Regions from separate parts of the Anas platyrhynchos genome. Here region 1 is linked to region 2. A link is a contact called in public Hi-C data. All regions are on one chromosome and are shown on one strand. Each heading gives the region's core, a stretch centred on a gene start, on an enhancer-like site or on the middle of the called end of the contact. The rest is flanking DNA. Distances are from core to core; before and after follow the strand shown. Region 1 overlaps LOC101794777 (a long non-coding RNA gene). Region 2 has its middle 19 kb from the start of FOXP1.

Region 1 (6,567 bases), core at 992-3,491, 530 kb before region 2:
TACCAAATCTGTGACGTAACAGGGGAATAAAAGCCCACGGGGAACCTGATGCAAAGTTACTCGAAGATAACAGAATCCACAGGTTTCACTGCAGTTTTGGAGGAGGACCTATATTTGTAATAAATTGGCACGGAAAAGCTTCCCGCTGTATATATGTGTATGTGGTGAAAAGGAGTCTTCATGTGCTAAGGGGAAAATCAAAACCTCTTTCGAACTCTGCTGCATTCACCCGCGTAGAGTGAAAGAAAACATTCCTCCCTGATCCTGATGCTGGCAATCGTCCAGAGCCGAGAGCACCCTGGGAAATACCACTTTCCAAACCCTGCTGTGCTACCTAATCGCACAATGGGCTACATATGCCATCCAAGAAAATAAACACAGGTCTGGGAAGCTGTTTGTCCTGCAGGGCTAGGAATGCTCTTCCTAACTTGGCAGGGCAGCGTAATCCTCTCTGAAAGGGGAGAGCTGCTTGAACTCAAACCAGCTAATGAGATTGAAGAAAGGCCCACCAGAGGCTGGCATGGCCCTTCCCTCGCCCTGCCAACGTGCTGCCAGATGACACGGTGCTGGGTGTGCTCGCTGTGGCTCGTCTTCGCATCATGGTCCAAGGCATGCTATGTACCTAGCCCCCAGCAAGGTCCCAAAATGTTGATGAGTAACAGATTGTACCCTAGAACCTGTGGTTTATATGGAAAGTTCCTATCTTTTCTTGGTCCTCTGGGCAAAATTTTACTGAGCGTGTTGCATGCTTCAGTAAAGAACATGAACTCCTCTCCCTGGCAGCATCAGTAGTGAATGAAATTCCCAACAGCTGCGGATGCCTTTAGAGGGTCTTGTGGTCCACAGGGTCTCTGGGCTGAAGTTCTGGGATCAGAGAGGTGGAGAGAGGTGAAGGAGTATAGAAGTAGTGGTGGTTAGTTGAAGGTTGCCAGCTGGTCAACAGGAACTGCAAATGCATTGGCTTTTCTGAGTCCCAGCCTGGTGCTCTTCTCCACATTTGAGATTGAAACCAAATTTTTTCTAAGAATGAGGCTTGCATCAATTATAATACAAATTGGGTCTAGACTTTAAATCCCATTATTAGCTCTTCTAGCAAGACGAACTGAGCGACACAATTTGATTAAAAATTGCAAAGACCTCCCCTTCCGCCCCCCTCCCTCAGATTTGAAGGAAATGTGTGCTTCATGGTAACCAGGAATGAAAGTGTTCCATGCGGGCTTTTTTAATTACAGCATTAATAAAATACACTGTATGTTACTCTAGGAATTTACAGATTTGTTGCTTTAAACATATCATATTTCTATCTGAAACACTTGAAACTCTCAGAAGTTTTTAAAAGTGTGTGTTTAGGTTAAGGTTAAGTTGCCCTTGACAGCATTTTTTTAAAAGATTTGAATTGTTGAATAACCACCTTTCACCCATCCCTAATTGTAATTTAAATGACAATATGCTCCCAATCAATAGCTCTTTGTCACACTTTGAAGATCAAGGATGAGATTTCACCCCATGAGTTTACATGGCAAAAGCTTCTTTTTCATAATGCTAAAAATGTTGCATCCTGCTGTTAAAGAAGTATAAGAATACCTGCTCTCAAATAATTAGTTTTGAATAAAAGCATTTAAGTCATACTTTATAGCCATTAATTTAAAACAATTCAAAGCCCTTCATTTCTGCACTTTGTTCACAGCTAAGTATCACAACAGATATTTTAGCCAACTGGAAGAAAAGTCAGTTACAGCAGGGCAATGTGAACAAGTTACGTTAGGGGATACTGTGAGCGATGGTTCTTAAATAACTAGCTTTATTTTTACATCACATTTGTTTCTATATAGAACCATTTTGGCAAGTGAAAATTAAAAAGCTTTTAACAGTGATCGCCAGGTGTATGAGACTTTGCGTTGCTGTGTGCTGGTCTAATAGGTATGTGTGATAGGGGCATGTTGCTGTTTCTCCAGTTATACATGTAAAGACAGAGATTTATTACACAGGCTCCAGTCAAACAGCTGAATCTTTTTTCTTTTTATTTCTATTGCTAGGAGTCCTAGGCAAGCCAGGACTCTCCTGTGCTCAGTGTTATGAAATGCCAAACAGAATGACGGTCTTTGTCCCAAAGTGCTTACAGTTTTTGTTTTTAGTCAGAGCAGCAAAATGTTTTAAGAAGGATAAAGTCTGGTCTGTTTCTGTGTTGTCCTTGGTAAACCCAATCTAGTCTGGTCTCAAAAATGGAGCAATTCCTCTCGTTGCCAGGGAGAATACATAGGTATCCAATGAGTCATGGTCAAACATACGGCCATTATTAGACCACAAACACAGAAGGAGAAAAAAGATTTCATTTGGACCTGTTGTCACTGCCGAGCTGGTGAAGAGGAATAACAAATAACTGAGTGGAGGAGGTTGCTCTTTAGGTATTTATGAGGAGCTTCTCTCCCTGTGGGGATAGACTGGGGAAAAGCAGAACTATGCATGTTGGAAAATGTAACTAGAGCAAAGGAGGCTGCGTCATGGTCTAACTAAGAGCATTTAGTACATTTTAATGGCATACTAGAGACAATGGGAAAGATGAGCTAAAGCTGTAAAGGGCTTTAGTGAATGCAAACAACTTCTAATTTAGAAGAGAAGGGGCAATCAGGAGAAAAAAATCAAAGAAATTATTAAGTTTTGTGTTAGAGCAATGATCTCTGTGGCAGTATCACATATAAGAGCATGTTCATCCAGGCTGAGAAAAAGGATGCTGAAGCAGTTGAACATAGGGTGCTGAGCACCACAATGCACAGTTGTGTTCTTGCACCTTAATGGAAAAGGTCACGTCTGACAGTTGTTATGCAGAAATGTTTTGCAAGTCTGGGCCCACATGTAAAGATTTTAGAGAAAATTTTCAATTAAAGATGGAGCACAAGTTCTTATTTTTGACTGTGGTCTTGCAAAAATATGGAGTGAAAAACAACCCATGGAGAAAAGGGGAAAAAATACACTTCCGGAAGCCTTCTTTAAAGAGCAAATCTATAAAATAAAATCTCTGCACTTGGGCAAGTCCTCTCTTGCCGAGGTATTGTTTGGTGTAAGGTTAGGGAACTGCCTGGTTTTATTCAGGCACTGAGCTATGCCTGGACCAGCACGGAAGGATCTCAGCGTATGGTGTTAAGCTCTTCTTCTCTAGGCTTCTAGAGTAAGATTTAGAGAGCCCCAAGTTGTACTCAGGGTCCCACTGAATTAAGCCATGTACAAATACAAAGCAACAGGTATTGCCCAAGCATTATATTTGATATGTAGTGATCTGAGCATTAAGATATGGTATGGCTGCATATGACTGGCTAGTCACAAAGCCTTTCCATGCTCCAAGTTTTCCCATATATAAAACACACATAATAATATTTCCAGCTCTGACACTGGTGGTTATGGGGTTGATACTTTTGAACATCCATTTGTGAAAAACCATATTAGTACAAACTATTGTTTCTGTTCACATTGTCTCAGATTATTAACACTATTGGTCATTGTATCAGTATAATCTAAAGACAGGATTTATTGATGTTTTTTATTTCCTATATGTGTCATATAAATGCCTTAACAGATGCACGGGGTAGTGAAAATGATAGGGTACTTCAGAACAGCTCAAAGTCACTGCTTCTTTAATAAAGGTTTGGTTTTGTATGTGGGGAGAGATGGAATTCACACCCCAACCTATGCACAGCTGCAAGCCCTATTAAGTGAAACCCCTCCTAAATATAGATCCAATGGCCTCATCCCTGGCCAGCTTCCAAAGACTATAGAGGCCTAATTCACTCCTTCCACATCTCCCTTCCAATGCACAGTGAGCATCGAGTCACAACTTTCTGCTATGTAGCTGGGAAGCATGGGTGCACAGTTCAGAGGATCTGAGAGGCATGGCAAAGGTTTCCTGTAAGGTAATTTTCACACATGCAATTAGTAAGGAAAAAGAACACTACAATCACTCTATATAGCTATTTAAAAGCTATATATTCATTTTCTTTTGTATTGTCACTTTAAATAAAAAGGGCTTTTTTTTTTTTTCAAGTAGCCCTCCAGACAGCATTCATGAGATGAGCAAGTCTGAGCTATGATCAGACAAAACATTTTAACAATCAGGAGAGCCTTGATGCTTGGCAGTTGCTAAAGATTGCATGTTAAGAGTAAGCCAAATCATCAAAATGCAGCTTGAGTAGGTCCAGTGATGTGGCATTATATTGCAACAATTGTGGCTGCTAGAGTTAAGGTTGAGTGGGCATTTCTATTATAAACCCCAACTGGTAGGGTTGAGCATTTCGACCACTCCTGATAATGTCAAGTCAAGCTTCCCCTGTGAATTGAGACCCAAATGCACGTCACCTCCTTTACTAAATGGGATCAAGCTCTTCCCCCTCCACCTGCCCCTCTTCATAGTCAACATCTGATTTTGTACCTGGATCACTCTCTTCAAATGCCAATGAATAATAATTAAAAAAAAAAGAGTAGATATTTTAAAGAACTAAAGGCAAACAGTGCCCAGCTGTTGGTGTGGTTTTTCTCCTGGTGGCTCTAACACCTTTTGGTGTCATTTCCAAGTATAGCTTCATTGTACCTGTGACACTGTTTCACCATAGCACCCTTTTTCCCTGAGCAAGGCCATAGTAAACTCCACTGTTATAAGCTCAACATCGATACTACATCTTGTATCCAAAGACAGAAAGTGTTACTGGTACATTTGGCCAATGTGCCACGGATCTGTGGGGCTCATTGTAACCAGCAGGGATTACTGGGGTCGAGAACATACCAGGATTAAAGAAAAAAAATGAACTTGGATGTAAAATTTAATGAAAATATCCTGTGTTATGTTGCTAAAGTTTGCAAAAAAGTCTTCTGGAAGGGACAGAAACCTTCCTTATTGAGGGTTGGAAGTGGATTTTCTTCATCAGAAAGCTGCTTTTAACTCCATTCAGAAGAGAAAGGATGCTCTGGTGGGGAGGGTGTAGCTGGGAAATGCAACTCCAGAGTGCCATGAGGTTTCTCAGTGGTCATGAGGAGCCTGAGCAGGCTTAGATCTTCACAGGTATTTAGGACTCTACCTCTCAGTTGTCACTGGGGACCTCAAGTGAATGAACAGGAGAATTGGGATGAGGATGGGGCCTTAGTCTGTGCTGCCGATCTCTTCATTGAAGAGCCACACGTCTATCTGTCCTGAACAGTGCTGGTGTGGACAAGCCTGATAAAGAAGATGTGGAGATGAATGAGTCAGGGCCTGAGCAGGAAGAGGGGGAAGGAATCACATCCACCACCACCCCTCCCATAGATTACCAACACTGCTCTACATAAGATTTGAAATAGTTGATGGTATCATGATAATTTTTTTTTTTATGTCAGAATTGCTAGATACTCCAATGTTATCACTGTGTTTTGCCAAACCCGATGTGTAAGAGCAGATGAGAGAATGTTTTGCAAATTTCTGAAATCACCTACAGTGCTTAAGATGATGAAGGTAGATTAGATAAGACTAGCAAAGTTATTTGAACATAAACATTTATTTAAAAAATATCCAGTGCATTGCTGAGCCCACAAACATTGTATAAATAATACACAGTTCATGAATAGGAATTAACAGACATCTACCCCTCACCGGGATAGATTTGTATTCTGCACCTGCCAGGCCTTTAATAACTCTCCTGAAAACATTGGTATCTTTGCAGAGAGATCTGAAGGAAGTTGTTCTTGAAAATATGCCCCTGAAGCTTAAACTTCGGTTATTAATGGGCATATTTACAAATGTATTTAGGCAATTAAAAATTAGAATACATGACTAGTCATATTTACAAAAGCTAAACAAGTCAGCTGCCTGGCTGCTGTTCTGGTCTCTGTTAATGTCCTTTGGTACATTCATGTGTTTTTAGGGTCGTAAGCACTTTGTCAATCATATTCTTATTCTGCAAACAATGCTACGTGTGCTTAGCCTTATGCATGCAAATAGTACCCAGTGGGATTGCTCACATGAGTAAAGTATTTACATATCTGTAGGAGCTGGCCTGAAACGGTAAACATTACAGAATAGGTCTAAACTACCATCTTTGGGTCTGTGAGTTTAAACATGACCAAACTTCAGAGGTGGCTGGTTGCAAGCTAGTGGTGCGGAAAGTCTACTGAAAAATCCTGTTTAGGATTTGATCTGACTCTGTGAAGAGTTCAGTCATCTTGCTTGGGATCTCTTTCCAAAATGAGATTCCATTTTTCTTCTCTTTTTCTTTATAGCCTTGCCTGTGTACTCCCACGGGTCTGTCTCAACATTGGTGACTACAAAGCCTTCTACTTAAGTGAAAGACACAAAATAATCCACTGAATTTCCTAGAAAGTCGGGGAATTAAAAGAAAGGAAACCTGGCTAGGATATATTCTTTGGGAATTTGTTCAGAGTGCTTTCCTGTATCCACATGCTTTTCATCTAGTTTGGTCAAATAAACAGACAAACAAAAGCCTTCAGCTGTTAAGTCAGCAGGTGCGTCAAGAATTCAGGTCTAACAGGGAAGAGAGGAAAGGTTTGGAATCATTTATATCCTGAAATGCAAGCCACATTCCACAAAAC
Region 2 (6,605 bases), core at 2,304-4,803:
GCGAGGAGCACCTGAGCTATCCCCCATCATGGATGAGGAGCAGCAAGCTTGGGGTTTGGCATAGTCAAAATTAGGACCTTCCATCCCTGCACCCACTCAGGTTCTTCAGAGTGTTTGTGAACAGGAATCTCATGGATCAACTAAATCCCATGTGATTGCACTGCACCTCTGATCGCAGGGAGCAGTCCCCACCAAAAAAAGCTCACAGGTGAGGAGCAGGAATGTCAGGCAGTCAGGATTATTAAAATCCAACAGCACACACAGCAGATTATTACAAGCCAGCAGCAGATACGTGTCCTCTAGGAGAAAGCCATTTTATCTGCCTGTTGCTAGTAAGTACTGGAAGAGGTTTCATGGTCACCGTAAGTATTAGGACTGAATAATGTTTGGCTATATTAATCTGAAGTGCACAGCAGGGAATAAGGTAATTTTTCCATCCTTCTGATTATATGTAAAAATTTTATATGAGCTTTTTGTGGATTTGATTGCAGCAACTTGGGATGTTTCCCAATTTGTTCCTCTCCCAGGATAGTTTTTCTGGATCAGCTGCTAGCGAGCCCTGGTGGAACACATGGTATAAAGTATTTGTTGCTTTAACATTTCAAACAACCTAGACAGACAAGGTCACACTCTCCTGGCACATGGCCTGCATGCAGCGCCTTCTTTGTCTTCTTTAATATCTGCTGCAGCCGAACAGCAAGGCGAGCGGGCTGGTCCTGCAGCATCTCAATGGCACAAGCACAAATCCACACTTTCCTTCCCTCTCACTCTCCCGTTTGCCACCTTTCCGTTTGGCTACGGCGGTGCTGTGTTGGCCAGCAGTGGCCTCACCCACCCTCTGGCCGGCAGAGCACGCGAGCCACTTTGTTAGCTAAATGCTGCGTTTCCTTGTGAGAGCAGACGCTGCAAAGTACTCGAAATAATGTTAGCGGCTGCGAACTGCGGGGCCCGATCGATGAGGGACATGACAGCCAATTACCCTCCCGCTTTCTGATTGTCCCCAGCAATCAGCCCGGATCAATACTTTCAATCTCAATTGATAGCAGATATCAAACCTGAAATAAAGCGGTTCGCTGTTTTGGAAGCGCTGTCGCAGTGTGTTAAGGTGGCCACCCCACACATTTAACCATTCGTTTCACTTCCACCTGGCCCTGCCTGGCCGGGCATCGCGCTGCCCAAACCATGCACAAGTGGCATTTTGGCACGAGCACCCATCAGCCACAGGCACAGCCCGGGCAGAGGGCAGCAGCACAGCTGTGTCTCATTGCACCGGGCACCTTATTGCAGAATTAGCTTCCCAAAAGAAGCAAAAATTATAAATTCAGTTTAGCACAGCAGGGTGAAAGCATGAATATCAGGAGGAAAACATACACTGAAGCAAGGAAGATGCTTAGCTTGTCTTCCAAGCAGGCAGCCAGGACACCAGCCACAGGTTTGGCACAGCAGGGTAGGTGGCTTCTCTGTCCCTCCTCGCTCTTCGTGCCACCCAGTTGCCATCCCAGCAGCGACCAGTGCTGGGTGCATGCTGGTGGCCAGCCTGGTGCAGGGGGCTGCTCTTGGCCATCCCTGCTCCCTTCGCGGGCGGCGGCGCCTGCCTTTGTTTCAGGAGACTCAGCGAAGCCTCCAACTATTTGAAGAAGCGCCGTGCCAGGAGATCTTTCAGAGTTTCCTTTAAAGATGCCAGTTCACGCAGGCTTTTGTAATTGAGCAGGATCATTTACATTCATAATGGTTTAACCAAAAAAACACCTGCTGGTGTGGGTGTGATGAGCCGGGCCCTCGCTGTGCTGCGGTGGGGGTCAGGACCAACAGGGATGTGACAGGGATGGTCACTGCTGCCCTCCCATCCAAAAGCCTCACAGGGTTTGGTTTTGGTGTCCCCAGAGCATCCCAAAGATATCTACTGAACAGCAGCACCTGCAGGAGCCCTCCACCAGACCTGCCCTCCTGCTGTCCCTCAGCGGCTGGCCATCCCACGGGGGTGTCAGCCCCCCCACACTGTGCCCATGGTGCCCAGAAATGCCCTTGCTGACATCTGGGACAAGCACCACGTCCCAAGGGCAGGCAGCCTCTCAGCAGCCCCTTAGAAAAGCTGAGGAGGGGTGGTGCTGATAGGAAAGGAATCTGCTGCATCCTCAGTGTTGTGGAGAAAAAGCTGGAGAACACGAATTCAGGAGCTCAGGGCACAGATGGAAAAAAAAAATAAAAAGACAAAATAAAACACTCTTAAAAACTATTTACCACGGGGATTGGCTGTAACAGGTTGGAGTGGTGTATCCTGTCCCCCTGAGGTGACACCCTCAGCTCCCCGCAGCGCCAGGTAGCCCCACCACGCGTCTCAGGCGCACCACAGGGACAGATGCCTGCAAGCCCTGGCTGGGCTGGGGGACACCTCCCGGGGCCCCGAGCTGCTGACATTTCGCTCACAGCCCCATGGGTGAGAGATGCTCCCCATGGACATTTGCTTTCTCCCCCCCTGCCCTGCCTGATCCCCCCGCGAAGGCTCCCCAGGTGTCCCCGCAGGGGCACAGCCGCCTGTCCCAGTGTCCCCTCAGCCCTGCAGCTCCTCTCCTTGCTGCCATTTTCGGAGGGCTGGCTAATGAAACAGATCCCAATTAGCTCTCCGCAGGTCGCTTCGTTTCAATGTCCACGTGCAACCAAGGCAGAAGCACAGCCACGAGCTGCTGGGGATAAAGCATGAGCCCCGCGAGCGCAGCGTGGCGAGGAGCCAGGCTCCCTCTCTGTTAATACACGGTGCTTGTTATAAGATTGAATATCCATTTGGGGGCAGGATTCACCTACTTTCCTCTGCGCGCTCCCCTCTGAAAGCATCGTAATGCTTTACTTATTGGCATTTTATTTTGATGAATAGGCTGCAATTGGTGCAAAAATACCCCGAGTGGCATTAGGAGGCTCAGCCACGTGACCGCTGGCCCATGTGCGCCCAGCACCATCAGTCAAAGTTCGAGGCACTCACGGGATGCTGAAGCCCGAGGATTTTCCTAGCAGGCATGGAGAGGCAGGGCAGCACGAGGCATAGCAAGCCTTGGCTGCTGGGTGGTGTCTGGGCTGAGCCTGACGCTGTGCTGCCTTTCCCAAGGCCACGGCGGAGCTGCCCAGATGCAGAGTGCCCGAGCGGTGCTGAGCATGAACGGGAGTAGAGAAGATTTCTCCAGGCTGGGGTTAGAGCTGAGCCTTTGCGTGGCCAGCATGCATGAAAACAACTTTGATGGGGCAGGGGAAAGAAAAGGAAAAAAAGAAGAAGAAGAAAAAAAAAAGGAGTGTAAGCCAGGGACCTTGAAGAAGCGTGGGTCAGGCACAAAGGGCTGCTTTTACTTGGTGCATTTTATGTAATGTGCAGGGGTGACAGGTCCTGCTCACAACTGTGGCTGGGGGTACAAGCAGCAGGTTTGCACTCCATTAAAAACATTCCTACAACACATCCAGCTCCCCCAGCACTGCCCCATGCCCTCGCCCAGCCACACCAGCAGGACAAGCCCCACTGCTGCCCCCCAAACCCCTGTGCCGTGGGGCAGGCTCCGGCACAGCCCTGCTCTGTGTGCTGGTGGGGAAGGCTGCTGCACTGCCTGGTCTGTGCTGCTTGCTGCCAGAATTGCTCCTGACCTTGCCGGTGCCGCAGGACAGCCAGGGAGACGCATCCCCCTCTTTCCTCCTGCCGGCACAGAGCTATTTGATGTGCCGCTGTTTACTTTGGGAGAGCTGCAGAGCCAAGGCCCTGTCTGAGCACTGCAAATGCTTCTTTCTGGGCAGGGGAGGAGGAGGGGGGAAGGCAGCGATTCAGTCCAGCTCTAGAAGTAAGCCCCTTGCTGTATATAACGAGGAGTCCTCCATGGTTTGTGCTTTCTAATTGCAATTAATTAGGAGTCGTAGCTGTAGCTTTGCTTCCCACGTGGCTTTGGGCAAAACTGGTGGTAAAAGTTGTTTTCAAGAGCGTTTTGCTCCTTTACGGTGTCAGGGAGGTCACGAATGTGACGGAGGCTTCAGAGGTGACTTGGGGAGGGTTGCATCACACCCTCAGGACAAAAACTGCCTTTACAGGGCGTGAGCAGGAGCGCAGACCTGGGGAGAGGCCACGGGAGCTTCTCTCCTGCTCCTCCAGGCTGGGTTTGAGCTTTGTGTGTGCTCAGAGAAGGGGAGAAACGCACAAGCTGTGACTATTTTTGACATGCACTTAAGCTCCGAAACCCCCCAGAAATCAAAGACTCTCTGAATTTGCCAGCAACAGTTCAAGAAAATCCATTTCCTTACGGCTGCTCCCAACTGGGATAGCCGCCCCCCTTCTTCGCACTGTTTATACGTGAATTCCTCCAGCATTATGTGCTTTGTGTAAGCAGGAAAAGTCCAGTCCAGACAAAGCTCCGTGACAGGCTCCCCTGACTAATAGCAGAATTATCCTTACATAAGTCCTTTCTCTTCCTTGGCACTTTTTTTTCCAGCAGGAAGGGTGCTTCTCTGCAGCCTGGCAGGACGAGAGCAGCCGGGCTGGTCCCTGCAGCCCCGGGCTGCTCGCTCCATCCTTTGTCTTGCACTGCCATCTCATGGCAGCCTCGCTGCCAGCTTGAGCAGCTCCTTTGGCTTTCAACTCCGCAGGTATTTTCTTGCTGAGCTGCAAAGGTTTCAGATCTATCAAGCCAAACGAAATCCAGAGATTAAATAAGTTTTTAATTACCGAACGCTCCGTGTCCAGAACCTAAGAGCCTTCAAAGGCAGCTCTAGGCTGGAGCACAAGGCAGAGATCATTTATCTTCCTCGAAGACAAGCGGCCTTCCTGTCCAGACTGCTGCTATATAAATGGTAACACTATACAAACATGTGTCTTCCACATTACGGACCATCTCTAATGGCTCCTTTATTTCAAGAGAGAGAGGGGGGGGAAAAAAAGAAAAAAAAAAAAAAAGATAAAAACCCATACTCAAATCTGGAAGCCATTGCACGCTTCGAACTGTAAAACTATTGCAAATGTTGAACTTCCACTCCCACCTCCTTGCAGCTCAGAGACGTTTCCAGCGCTACCCCCTGTCCATGGGCACCAAATGCTGACAGCCACCCAGCACCCATGGGTGCACAGCGGAGCCCCCAGCACCCCCTGCCCAGAGGAGTGGGAGAACCAGCAGTAGCAGACACCCAAACAAGATGCCTCTCCCCGTCCCATGGCGTGCCAGCAGGCCGATGGGGTGTGTTGGCAAAGCCACGCTGCCAGAAGAGCTTTTCTTCCAGGCTTTGGCTCATCCCGTGCCTGCAGGAGGATCAGAGGAGGCCTAATCCCGGAGATTAAGGCCTGGGTGCTGGCGGAAGGAAGGTTTCTGCTCCTCGCCACTGCAGGGGGGACTCTGCTGGAGCAGGCAAAACCCAGAAAAAACAGAATTATTTTTTTTTCCAACCATTTGAGGACCCCTCAGGTCCCGTGGTCACTGCCATGGTCTTGCGGCTCAGCACCCTGCCCTGGGGCCGAGCACTGCCCTTGCTCCCCACCAGGTATCTTCCACTCTGCAGAGGACAGGCTCAGGTTGGCCCCTCTCAGCACCCAGCTGAAGGTCTGGGGGGGGACCTGGGTCTCCAAGTGGTCATGGCACGGGTGTCCTGCCGTGAGAAATTAGGGGAGGGACACGAGTACCAGGCGGTGCCACCCAGTGTCCCCACCACACAGCCACAGGGCGTGGGAGCTGATGGGCGAAGCCGTGGCACAGCTGCTGCGGGGCAGGGAGGGGAGGGTGACTAACAGCTGGTTGGGAAATACTGAAGGCAAAACAAAACAGGAGTCCCCAAAAAAATAAGCCCAAAGAAAAAGAAGCAAGGCAGCAGGCTTTGCGTGCAGAACTCGTGGGTGCTGCCCATCACGGGATCGTTTCACGTTTTACCTGGTAAACCACCCTCTCCTCTGACCAGCAAATATTATTTTCAAGCATTGCTAAGGGCCAGCAGTGCTGATGCATTTTGGATCAGGATTTTCTTGCTCCAAACCCTGTGTTTTGTGGCCAGAAGACATTCAAGAATATCCCTTCCTCCTCCAGCTGGCATTCAGGACACGCTGGAAGCGCTCGGTGCAGTTCGGAGCCATGCAGTGCCATGAAGCTTTTGAGACACATCCCTCCCTTCTGGGTGGCTGTCTCTGCTCCAGAGAGCCTTGTCCCTGTACCCATGGTGCCACCACCCTGCCGTTCCCTATTAGTGGCTCAGCACCAGCCTCTTTCCCCCCGTGCTGCCCCAGAACCAGCACCGCTCTGCATGGCACGATGCTTGCTCTCCCACATCATGGCAATCCCAATGCAAATCCCAGCCCAGCGTGGCTCAGGTTTGCACGCCCCACCTTGTTGAGCACCTTGCTTTCCCCTTGCACACTTGTACAGAAATTTAACTATACAGAGTTCCTTCAGACTACTCCCTGATGTGCAACTACAGCTTTAAATGACTTCTCTAGGAAAGAATCCTCACTATTTTATACAAATTGTCTTGCATGTTTATTGCACAGAATCCCGATCCAAAAAGAAGGGGATTCATCCCATGCCTATTCATAACACTGCTCTCCCTTACGCATTATGAGCTGGAACAAACTCCAGGCCCCCTCGCATGATGAATGATGCCTA

The links. Hi-C and Micro-C count contacts between places; a contact is called where the count stands out from the background.
Region 1: a Hi-C map of liver shows a contact between it and region 2, with 2.9 times the contacts expected there. The contact joins two enhancer-like sites. A contact is called at or near these places in 3 of 8 Hi-C or Micro-C datasets (F1 follicle, liver and subcutaneous adipose tissue).

What each region holds. Positions count from the first base shown.
Region 1 is chr13:4,951,230-4,957,796 of IASCAAS_PekinDuck_T2T, reverse strand. All of the region lies in intron 2 of LOC101794777 (a long non-coding RNA gene), which reads left to right. Among named protein-coding and RNA genes, the nearest start is that of MDFIC2, 110 kb to the left of the region's middle. Within about 2 kb of position 2,241, at least 2 of the 8 cell types and tissues checked have an H3K27ac peak or open chromatin away from gene starts, as enhancers often do.
Region 2 is chr13:4,419,904-4,426,508 of IASCAAS_PekinDuck_T2T, reverse strand. No RefSeq gene overlaps it. Among named protein-coding and RNA genes, the nearest start is that of FOXP1, 19 kb to the left of the region's middle. Within about 2 kb of position 3,553, at least 2 of the 8 cell types and tissues checked have an H3K27ac peak or open chromatin away from gene starts, as enhancers often do.